2 separate regions of the Oryctolagus cuniculus genome follow, and region 2 is linked to region 1. The links are chromatin contacts, called in public Hi-C maps. All regions are on one chromosome and are shown on one strand. Each heading gives the region's core, a stretch centred on a gene start, on an enhancer-like site or on the middle of the called end of the contact. The rest is flanking DNA. Distances are from core to core; before and after follow the strand shown.

Region 1 (5,214 bases), core at 1,708-4,207:
AAGGCTGGAGGGGAGCGGGGTTGAGCTACAAAGGTGTCTAAACTCATCTCGGGCTTTTCCTTTTAAGAAAATACAATGTAGCTGGGGAGATGAAAATAGTACACGTCAATCACCTTCTCTAAAGATACTTAAAAATCCCCAAGGAGTTTCAGGGCTGTGCTGATGTCACGGCAATGATTAAAAAAAAAAAATTCTATTTCAGTGAATAAGAGGCGAGGCTAGATCGCCGTGCCAACTAGCGGCCTCCTCGAAGCCTGCGCACGTCCTCTGCCCCATCACCCCGCCGGGGCCCTGCGGCCACCAGCCAGCAGGGGGTCTGTCTCTGGGGAGCCCGGGGTGCAGGGGAGCTCGGACCCGGAGCGCTTGAGAGCTGCGCGGCCGAGAGGCGCGCAGGGACAGGCTCCGCGCGCAAGCGAACGCTCCAGGCGGGTCTGCTCGCAGGGGACCTCCCCGGGCCGGGGGCGCGGGCGGCTGTCCGAAGCCTTCCGGGCCGGGAGGAAACCTGCGGGCGGCCCGCGGGCGAGCCCCCGCCCCCGCCCCCCGCCGGGATGCCGCCCCTCGCGGCCCGTCAGCCAGCCAAACGCATTCCACAGCCGTGCACAAGACACGCTTCTCCAGGCGGTCCTGGAAACCGGAGCCCGGAGCGGGAGCGGGCCGCCGCTGAGGTCACGCTCGCGCCGCCTCCCGCCCCCGGCGGCCCGGCTGTTCCCTGCAGCGCGCACTTCCCAGGCCCCGCTCCAGCCCGGTGTGAATGTCTTTCGAACAGGCGGCGCTCTACACCCCTCTCCCTCCGGCGCGGCCAGGGCTCGGCCGCCAGCGCCTTTCAAACAAAACGAATGAATGGAGCGCGCGGGCGAGCGCGCGCGGGACGGCCCCGGCGCAGCTCGGCTCGGTCCAGGTCGGGCCAGCGACCGGCTCGTCCCGCCCGGCGTCTCGGCTCGTCCACACAGCCTCCCCCGCGCCAGCCGGGTCTCGGTCGGATCTGGGCGCCCCGCTGGCCCCTGCCTCTCCACCCCCCCAGCCCCCCCACATTGGTCCCCCTGCTGCAGACCCAGGAGGGGGTGGCGGTGGCGGGCGGGGGGGAGAAATAGCTTTTAGAAACCCGATCTGTTGTTTGCGAAACACAATCGCTTTTTTTTTTTTTTAAAGCGACAGGGTGTCTAGACGGCCACGTGACGAGGCCGGAGCCGGGCGCGCCACTGCGCAGTGGAACCAGCCGAGCCGAGGGCCGGGCGGGGGGGCGGGGAGGAGGAGGCGGCGGCGGCCGGGGCGGGGGAGGGAAGGGGGGAGAAGGGGGAGGGAAGGGGGCGGGGGCCGGAGGCCTTGCGGGAGGCGGCGAGCCCCGGGCACACTCGCTTGCAGCTCGGCGCACGGAGGATCCTGTCCCCGAGCCGCGCCAGCCGAGCCAGCCGGGCGCCGTGCTCGGTCCGGGAGCCGCGCCGGAGAGAGCTGCCTGAGACGGAGCCAGCCCGCCGGCGCCGAGCCGCCGAGCGCCCGGCCCCGGAGCCCCTGAGCGCGCCGCGGAGAGCCCCCGGAGGCGGCAGCAGGACCCGAGCGCCGAGAGAGGGCGGACGGGGGACAAGGAGGCAGCCGGCTGCGACGAGAGGAGTCTCAGAGGAGGCGGCGAGAGGACACCGGGGCCTCCCGCCGCCGAAGCCGGCTCGGGGCGAGCAGCCCATGCGGGGAGCCCCGGCGGCCAGCCACGGCCAGGGGAGGGGGCGCCAGCGGCCCCCGCGCTAGCCGGCAGCTTGTGCCCGGGGGGGCAGGAGCGTGCGACCCACCGGGGGCCCGCGGTGGCCGCCGTGCCGCGTTCCCCCGCGCTGTCAGCCCCGCTGGGCGCAGTCGCCGCCGCCGCCGCAGCCGCAGCGGCAGCATCTTCTGCCCCTGCGCCCCCGCCAGCCCCGAGGAAGTCCCCGCCGAGAACCTGGGCCCCCGGGACCGCAGGAGGAAAGACCAGAGACTCCCCTGGGACACCCGGATGCGCAGGATTGAAGCAGCCTAGCCCGACCTTTCTGTGGATTAAAAAAAAAAAAATTACACGATCTTTCGGGGGGAGGCAGAAGAAACGGAGAGGAAGACCAACGAGGCTCTGCGAGGAACGGAGCGGGCATGTAGCTCGTGGATGCGCCTCTGCACCCCGCAAGCGTCTTGTTCCACTTTGTAAACATTTTCTCCTCCCAAGCCCCGGCTGCGGGCGGACGAGCTGGTGGTTTTCATCTGGGGCTTTTGCATATTTGCTTCTGAGGTTCGGCGAGAACCTCCACGTTTCGCCAGACGGCTCATGCGGGGTGAAGTCCGCTCGGCCCCCTCCCCCGAGCCTTCGTGCGCACGGAATTCGAGGAGATCCGGTTACTAAGGATATAGAGGAAAAAAATAAATCGCGTGCCTGCTTTTTTTTTTTTTTTTTTTTATAATTGCCTGCTTCTCCCCACCCCCAAATTAAGTTGCTTAGCAAGGGGGAACGAGGCTCTTTGCTCGCTCGGGCAGCCTCGCCGGGCGCCTTTCGGTTTCTGCCCCCGCGGATCTTCCATGTAGGAAGCCGAGGCTGGCGAGCCCGACACTCGGGAGCCGCCGCGGGGGGGCCGCTCGCTGGGGAGGCGCCGACGGGGGCAGGCTCGGCCGCCCCCAGGGAAGCGGCGGCCGCGTTCCTCCGGGGCGCGCCGGGGCCCGAGAGCCGCGCAGGGCGCGGGCCGCGCGGGGTGGGGCAGCCGGAGCGCAGGCCCCCGAGCCCCGGCGGGCGCCCCCGGGCCCCCGCGCGCGCCCCGGCCTCCGGGAGACTGGCGCATGCCACGGAGCGCCCCTCGGGCCGCCGCCGCTCCTGCCTGGGCCCCTGCTGCTGCTGCTGCTGTCGCCTGCGCCTGCTGCCTCAACTCGGCGCCCGAGTTCTTCATGGTGTGCGGAGGTCATGTTCGCTCCTTAGCCGGCAAACGACTTTTCTCCTCGCCTCCTCGCCCCGCATGTTCAGGACCAAACGATCTGCGCTCGTCCGGCGTCTCTGGAGGAGCCGTGCGCCCGGCGGCGAGGACGGGGAGGAGGGTGCGGGCGGAGGCGAGCTGCGGGGAGAAGGGGCGACGGACGGCCGGGCGCATGGGGCCGGTGGCGGCGGCGCGGGCAGGGCTGGCTGCTGCCTGGGCAAGGCGGTCCGAGGTGCCAAAGGTCACCACCACCCCCACCCGCCGGCCGCGGGCGTCGGCGCGGCCGGGGGCGCCGAGGCGGATCTGAAGGCGCTCACGCACTCGGTGCTCAAGAAACTGAAGGAGCGGCAGCTGGAGCTGCTGCTCCAGGCCGTGGAGTCCCGGGGCGGGACGCGCACCGCGTGCCTCCTGCTGCCCGGCCGCCTGGACTGCAGGCCGGGCCCGGGGGCGCCCGCCAGCGCGCAGCCCGCGCAGCCGCCCTCGTCCTACTCGCTGCCCCTTCTGCTGTGCAAAGTGTTCAGGTGGCCGGATCTCAGGCATTCCTCGGAAGTCAAGAGGCTGTGTTGCTGTGAATCTTACGGGAAGATCAACCCCGAACTGGTGTGCTGCAACCCCCATCACCTTAGCCGACTCTGCGAACTAGGTGAGGAGTTGCTCCCGCCCCGCGACCGGCGCGCGGCGCCGCGAGTCACCTCCCGGGCGGAGAGAGACACGGGGGGCCGGGGCGGGCTCCGAGGGCTTTCCCTGGGGGTTCCCTCCCAGGTCTGTCCGGCGCCCCCAGGGGCCCTGTGGCCGCAGCTCCACCACACACTGTACTGATGGGCGGTTAAAAAGACGTCCTCACTTCCGCATCGGCACCCGGGTGCGGAGACAAGTGGGGCTCACGCCTCCCCCGCACCCGGAAAGGCGCTGAGGTGTGTGGCCGAGTTGGATCCGGGCCAAGCCCGCCAAGGAAGGCTGGGAGAAGCGAGAGGGAGGGCCGAGCTGCTTTTGGCGGCCGCGGAGACACTGGGCACGGGCGGCCCAGATGTTGCCCTGGCTCGGGTTAGCAGGGGAGGCCCGGCTGGGATGGCGCCCTGGGCTGCGCCGTTCTAGAGGCCTGAAGTCGAGTGTCCCCCGCCTTCTCCTTTCTCTGGCACCAAACGGGCGCAGAACTGGGTCTGGAATGCTCTATCCCAGCGCATTGGTGACGTTGCTGCCCGTCCCGGAGCTGGGGCCTGGGCTCCCCCGACAGAGCTCCCGAGCCCCTTCCCTTTGGCCTTCCCACTTGCCTGCGTTCTCCCCCCACCCCACCTTTTCTTTCAAAGGTTAAGGTGCCTGGGACGAGGTGCCCCCCAAGCTCACCAGCACGCTTGGGGCGCGTCTTCCCCCTGGGCTGGGAATGGGGAGTCCCGTGCCTCCCTCGCAGGGGCTGGGGCGGGAGGTGGGATGGGGGTCTAGGGTTCGGGGCCGGGCTGTCCCCCCTCCACCCGGGGAGCCGCGAGGCGCGCGGCCCCGGCCGAGCCGCGGCCGAGCTGGTGGTTTCCAGCCCGGCTGGGCGAGCGCGGCGGCGGCGGCCGCCGCAGACGTGGAGGAGCGGAGCGCCGAGGCTGGCGCCAGGCGGCCTCTTTTGTTTATCTGACAGCTAAATATCAAGGCAATCACCGCCCCGCAGCCCTGCCTCCAACCCCCACAGCTAAGACAAACAGTGGGGCCGAAAGAATGCCTCTGTTATCATAAGTTTCTATCTCTCTTTCTCATGGCCCGGCCTTTATTTCCTCTTTTTAATTCCAGAGTCTCCCCCTCCTCCTTACTCCAGATACCCGATGGATTTTCTCAAACCAACTGGTGAGTAGATGGCTTGGAAAAAATGCTTTTCCTATTCTGCTAGAAGCGGGGTGTTTTGTGTCCAGACAGCAGCCTTGGGGAGGTGCTGGCCTCGCCCCAAGTGGCACCTGGGTTTCCTGTGCTGGAAGTTTGGTGACTTTGTGTTAGTGTGGCTGGTTTTTTGCCTTTTTTTTTTTTCTTTCTTTCTTTGCAAAGACCTCTTCTAGATAAGCTTTACCTTGGGTTCCATTTTCACGTATATTTGCCCTCTGCCTCTGAAGCTGGTTGGATTTTAATACCCGGATGCTTTAAGCCACAAAGAAGTGGCTTGGGGACTAAGCAGAGCAGGGTGATGGGAACCTTCAGAGACTGTGGCGAGTGCCCAAGGAATCAGGGCTGGTTTGAGGGAATGGAGGTGCCGAGTTTGGCCTGTCTAGGATAGGATGGTGGTGCATTTAAGAAGTTCCAGAAGCCAGAGGGGAGTAGGTGCCCC
Region 2 (5,712 bases), core at 1,964-4,463, 150 kb after region 1:
GGCTTGGCTTCTCTGCCCTTTGGAGAGCAAAACTTGAACCATCTGGGTGGGCAGGTTTCTGTGTGCAAGGGGTGGAGCCCCCAGGAGTGCAGGCAGCAGTAGCGAGGGCTCCATGCTGTATCCTCCCGAGACTACTTGGGACAGGGCATCCCAAGCCAGGCGTGGTGTCTGCAAACTCGTTTTCTAAGTTTGTAGTCACTTAGGGCAGCTATGGCTGGCTTTAGGTTTGCAGTCTCTAATAGTCAGAAACATCCACAATCCACAGGGCTCTTCCTGCCTTTCTGTGAGTGCTTTCTCATTAAAGGAGGGGGAGGAAGGGAGAGGGAAGAGAGAAGGGAGAGAGGAAAGGAGGCAGGCAGGAGGGCCAGAAAGAAGACAGAAGGGAAGGAGGAAGGAAGAAGGGGAGACACAGGTGCTGGTTTGCACTCGGAACAGTCGCCTCTTCTCTGCGCACCATGCCCTCCTTCTTCTTGCCTTTGCGCGCGCCCATCTGTCACGCCCTCAGTGGGTGCCCCCAGCCCAGCCAGCCCCGGGGACTTGTGTCTAGTGTCCTTTCCTCCGGGAGCCAGCCATCCCCAAGGGAGTTCTGTCTCCTCTAGACTCTCAGAGCGGTCTGTGCATGCACGCCTCTGTCACAGCACTTAGCAGGCACGTTTGTGGTCCCCGGTCTGTCTGTCTGCCTCCTCCATCAGATTATGAGGTCTCCAATGGTGGGGGTGGGCTGCTCCTATTTTTCTGCTAGCATGGTGTCCTGAGCTGGCTGGGAACTGAAGGTACCTGTGTGTGGACACAGCCGCCCTCTGGCATGCACGTGGAGCAATGTGAGTGACCGGGAATGTGGGGGTCGGGGGTCACAGTGCACATGGATGCCTGTGTGTAAGGTAGGCAGGAGGAAGTACTGAGCATGTGCCTCCAAGGCTTGGGGAGTGGGGATCAGAGGGCCGAGGTCAAGGTGTTTGCTCAACTGAGGGCAGCCTGTGCAGCGTCTCTGGGCTTCCCCGGCACTTGCAGGGAGGGTGGCAGCCTGGGGCAGGCAGTAGGGACACAGAATTCCCAGCCATGTGAGAGGAGGCGTCGCTAGCCAGGGGACCAAGCAGGCCAGGTAAAGTGGACGTCGTCCCTGGGAAGTTGCAAGCTACTTGTGGCACAGATCACCAGCCCTGAGTTCGGGTGCCCGGGTCCTAGCTCCTGGGCCGCACCCCACTTCCTTGTCAATCCCTCTTACCCCTGGCTCCTCAGCTCCCCGCACAGCTGGGGCCTGGCTGGACCATGTCGTTCTGGAACCAGAGCCGTGGGCTCTCGCCTCTCTTGGACTGGCAACAGTTGAGGGCTGCCAGCCTTTGACTTTGCTAACAATGTTTTTTAAAAAAAGCGTTTGCCCGTCCTCTCACAAAAGCAAGGGCAGTTCAATGCCGAGACAGCCGGAAGCATGCAACACTGGAGAAACGGCCAGTCCTTCGCAGAAAGGACAGCTGGCGCTGTCCCAGGCACTCCACACAGAAGCCACACTGATGCAGCTCACGGCAGAGACCAGTTTGGTTTGTGCACCGGCACCTGGGGACCCCTCAGCTGTATAGTCTCACTGTGCCCTGTGTCTAACAAGCCCGCTTCTCCCAGAGAGGAGAGGAACAGCCGATGGTGTCACCAACAGGTCAGCACCTGGGACAGGTACCCATGAATTGGAGCAAGAGGAGGGAAAGCCTCTGTGGTGTCGGTGTGCAGGGAACGCATGCTTGCGCAGGAAAGAAGGGTCTACGAGGAACGCTCTCCCTTCCCACTGCTGCCCCTGCTGCTTCTGGGGACCTGGAGCTGGTGGAGTGTGGGGTGGCAGCTGCCCAGGCAGCAGGCGCTGGGCATTCCTGTTCCGAGCTCCACTCGTGTACTCAGCCCCATCTGGAGGGTGCAGGAGGCCCTGGCGTCTGTGTGGCTCAGCTGAGAGGAGGGAGCCATCCTCCCATCCAGTCCCAAGGGCCTGTCAGTCTGCAGCTTCCCAGAGCCCCGGGTGCCTAACCTGTGGGCCTCTGGGTGCCCTGAGCCCCGGGAGCAGGGCCAAGGGAGGGGAAGTTGAATGCCGGGGTGGCCTTGGGGGTGGGTGGTGCCCAGCATCTCTCAGCCTCACAGCCCTGTCGCCCTGCCTCTTCCTTCCTGAGTTCGCACATCAGAGAAGGTGGATCGATGGTGGGGAGAGGGCTGGGACCTGCATGGCCAGGTGCTAATCCCAACCCTCTGCGATCAGCTGGACTCTGGCTTCCAGGCTGGGCAAAGGCCCTGGGGCCCAGAGGGGCGAGGGGCTTCAGACAGCTGCCCTTGTCTCCTGGAGAAGTTCATTCCCAACCAGGCCAGCCAAGCAGTGACCAAACACCCCTGCCGCCCCCCCCCCACCTTCCTGCCCAGAGCTCACCTGGCTGGGCCTGGGACCCAGCACTGCCTGGGAGCCTTCCTGTTGCCCTCTCTGTCTGCCTCTTCCCCAACTGGGCACCTCCTTCCTCCGCCCCGGGCGTCTCACCCTTCACCACCCTTCATCCACCCAGCACCCAACACTGCGCAGCCTCGTCCCACGTCCCTATTTCATAAGATCTCTGCAAGCACCCCGCGCGCCATGCAGGGCAGATAAAAATAATCCCCATTCCACAGCCAACGAGAACGAGACGGCCAGAAAAATTAGGGGGAGTCTCCAAATTCCTATGGCAAATAAGTGGTTCTGTCGAGCGCACCCCCTGCACCCCCAACCATTTCCCCCACACCAGGAACGCCCTCCCCCTCTTCTGCCCTTTGACAAAGTGGGGAGGAGGGCGAGTGACACGAGACGAAGGGGAGGAGAGGGCAGGGCCACGTGTCTTCTCTCCCAGGCCCTGAACCCTGCTGCTGGCTCCACAGGTCACTTTCATAACCCAGAACAAAAATCTCACCAGATACGGCCTCAGACCGCCCGGCTCCAGCCGCCCTCGCGGCCGCGAACAGACGCACAGAGAACGCGCTGTTATCTCTGCCCTCCAGCCCGCTTCCTCCACTTCTCAAACAGCAGATTTCTTCCAGCCAGCCTGCCTCCCCTGGCCACCACCCACAGTCACCGGCCCCTGGGGCCCAGCCAAGGCCCCCGCGCCCTCTCTGGCCCAGACTGTGACGCCGAGTCCCTGCTAATCAGACGGTCGCCTCTGCCCTCCCAGCCACCGCCCCCAGAGTTCCCTGGAAATGTCCCTTGGGCAGGCCGGCCCCCGCTGCGGCGTGCGGCTTTGTCTGCACACACAGCTGACTTGTGTCTGCGGGGACAGGGGCTGGCGCTGGGAGGGGGGAACAGATGGGGAAAACACAAAGTCCAGAGAACAAACTTTTGCAAGCGAGCCCTTCGGGGTCATCTGTGAGTCTGACGACCCGAGGGGCCAAGCCAGCGGCTCTGCGGAGGCGGTGGGGGGTGGGGCGGCGGGGGCGTCACCCTCTGTGACTCCACAGCCAGCATCTATTATGGGCCGGCTGGCTTTTTGTGATCTCAGAAGAAGAAAAGCTGTGCCAGCGGGTCAGGGAGGGGGTGCCCCGAGCTGGGGACAGGGGGAAGGGACAGACGGGGCTTTGGTGCCTCTGTGTGCTACCCCTCCTCAGCCCTGCCCCCGCACTCTGCCTTCTGCGTATACAGACAGTGCTCAATAGGTGCTTGTTAGGCTGAACTAGCTTCTGGCCATCTTGCCCCCATGGGCTCTCATTGCAATCACCTCCCAACTGCCCCCTCTGTTCAGGCTGGCGGCAGAGGACACCTGGGTGGGGGCGGGGCTGCAGGTGCCTGCCACGCAGCCGCGTATTTCTAAGCGCCCCCCAAGCAAAGCCTCCCCTTAATAACATGGCAGAGGAGCCCCGGTGTCCACGGCTCCTGCCACGTTCACAGGGCGATGATGTGCACAACCCAGAGTGGCAGGGCCCCCCTCTCGGCCTTGCCAGGTTTGAGTTCTGGGCTACCTAACCCAACCTGGGCTACCTAAGAACGACAGCTGTGTTGTACAGGGGTGGGGGAGGCAAAAAAATAAAAGGCATTAGCGAAGGCAGAAAAGAAAGCTTTCTTCAAGGTGGCTCTCCCCCCAGGTGACACTCTGGGCTGGGTGCCGGGAAAACTTAGACGGGTTCCTTTGGGACTGAGCAACCCTGGCAGCCTCAGCCCGCACCCCAGGTCCTCACTTCTGAATAATTTAGAGCATTAGGTACGAGACAGCACATGGCTCTCTCTCTCTCTCTGCAGACTTGATGGGCAGTGAGGAAGGGACCACTGGCTCCCTGTGGCTTAGCCAGCCAAAGGCAGGTGCGGTCTCACCTGTTGCCTGAGGACTTCTGTGCTGGGAGACTCCACCTGCCCTCGGAGTGCCCACAGAGGGGCACCCATGGACCCACCGCACCCCGAGCTGTATCCTCTAGCCCTGGGGTGGTTACATGGGAGCTAACCAGGCCCATCTGAGTTTCCTTCCCTTTGCATTCCCAATCACAGGGGGAGGGGTTGGAAAGCTGGCATGTGGGAGGGAAGGAAGGACATGGAGGAGGAGGTGGGGCAGCCGGGGGATGAGGAGCCATCCTGCTGCTGTCTGTGGCTCTGGGAAGAGGTCCCCGCCTCCTGGCCAGACAGCAGACCCGAGGCCCCACTGCGTGCCGGTCTGGAAGCTGTCTCTGCAGTCTCTGGGTTGCAGGATGGCGGCGGGGCGGGGGTGTGCACGCAAGCACTGTTTAGTCTGTGGGCTGAGCCTGTGCAGCAGCCTCGGAGCCAGCTTCTTATCTCCTCCCTGCCACCTGTCGTCTGCATGGACCTGGCCCTGCCTGCCCCTCCCACCCCAGATGCACCGCTGACCACAATGGCGCACGAGTGGCTGCATTCTAAGGAGGCAGGGCATGGGGCACTCCTTCCGCTTCTGTCCCCGAGCCGCTGGGTGACGTCATGTGCATTTCTGAAAATCTCTGGGACAGCCAGCAGTGACTTAGGGGCCACAGTGACTGCATACAGCTGGTGTCTACTAAGCGCCTGCAGAGTGCCTGCGTGGCTGCTGCCAAGGAGGGCCAGACCCTGACGGGAGCCCCAGACAGGCACGACCCTGATCTGTACTGTTTTCATGCTAACACCGCATCCATCTGCACAAGGCAGGCTAACGTTATCTCTTAGCCTCATTCTCCAGGTAAGGAATTGAGGCCCAGAGAGGCAACACCACTTGCCATTGGCCACACAGCCAGGAAGTGCCAGTGCTAGGACTCGCCCCGGGCTGACCAGACCCCATGCTGTCAGTCCTGCTCGCGCTGGTCCTGGGCACCATCACTGGGCCAGTCTCTTGGACTGCACAGGAAGCTTTAGGGTACAGGGAGCATCGTTCATGTCAGACGCTGGCCTCCTGGCCACACATAGCACTCCTGCCCTGGCTGCTGGCACTTCAGTGCAGAGCACCTCAGCTCCATCCCAGGCCTGCCCGGGACTCTCACTCCGGCACCGGCCCACTGTGAATGACACGACACAGCTTCCTGGTTCCGGGGAGAAATTAGCCAGCATGACTGTCCCTTCTCCCAGTCTGCCCAGAGCCTCACCAGCCATCCCAGGCCTCTGTCTGCCCCACACCCTCTCCCGTGGTTCTGAGCACTGTGGCCAGCCGAGAGTCCACCCACAGCAGCCACTTTTCCTGGCTACAGGGAATGCCCGTGGCCTTTCCTGGTGCTTCTGTTGGGGGACCCAATGCCGCTTCTGACATAGCTCAC

What was found. Hi-C and Micro-C count contacts between places; a contact is called where the count stands out from the background.
Region 2: a contact with region 1 is called in a Hi-C map of psoas muscle, with 2.6 times the contacts expected there. The contact joins the enhancer-like site here to the promoter of SMAD7 in region 1. A contact is called at or near these places in 2 of 6 Hi-C or Micro-C datasets (psoas muscle and an unstated tissue).

What each region holds. Positions count from the first base shown.
Region 1 is chr10:28,914,910-28,920,123 of mOryCun1.1, forward strand. SMAD7 (SMAD family member 7) reads left to right here and starts at 2,958. Exons shown (of 4, transcript XM_051851236.2): 1 at 2,958-3,558; 2 at 4,689-4,742. The coding sequence starts at 2,958.
Region 2 is chr10:29,064,493-29,070,204 of mOryCun1.1, forward strand. All of the region lies in intron 9 of CTIF (cap binding complex dependent translation initiation factor), which reads right to left. Among named protein-coding and RNA genes, the nearest start is that of SMAD7, 150 kb to the left of the region's middle. Within about 2 kb of position 3,214, at least 5 of the 8 cell types and tissues checked have an H3K27ac peak or open chromatin away from gene starts, as enhancers often do.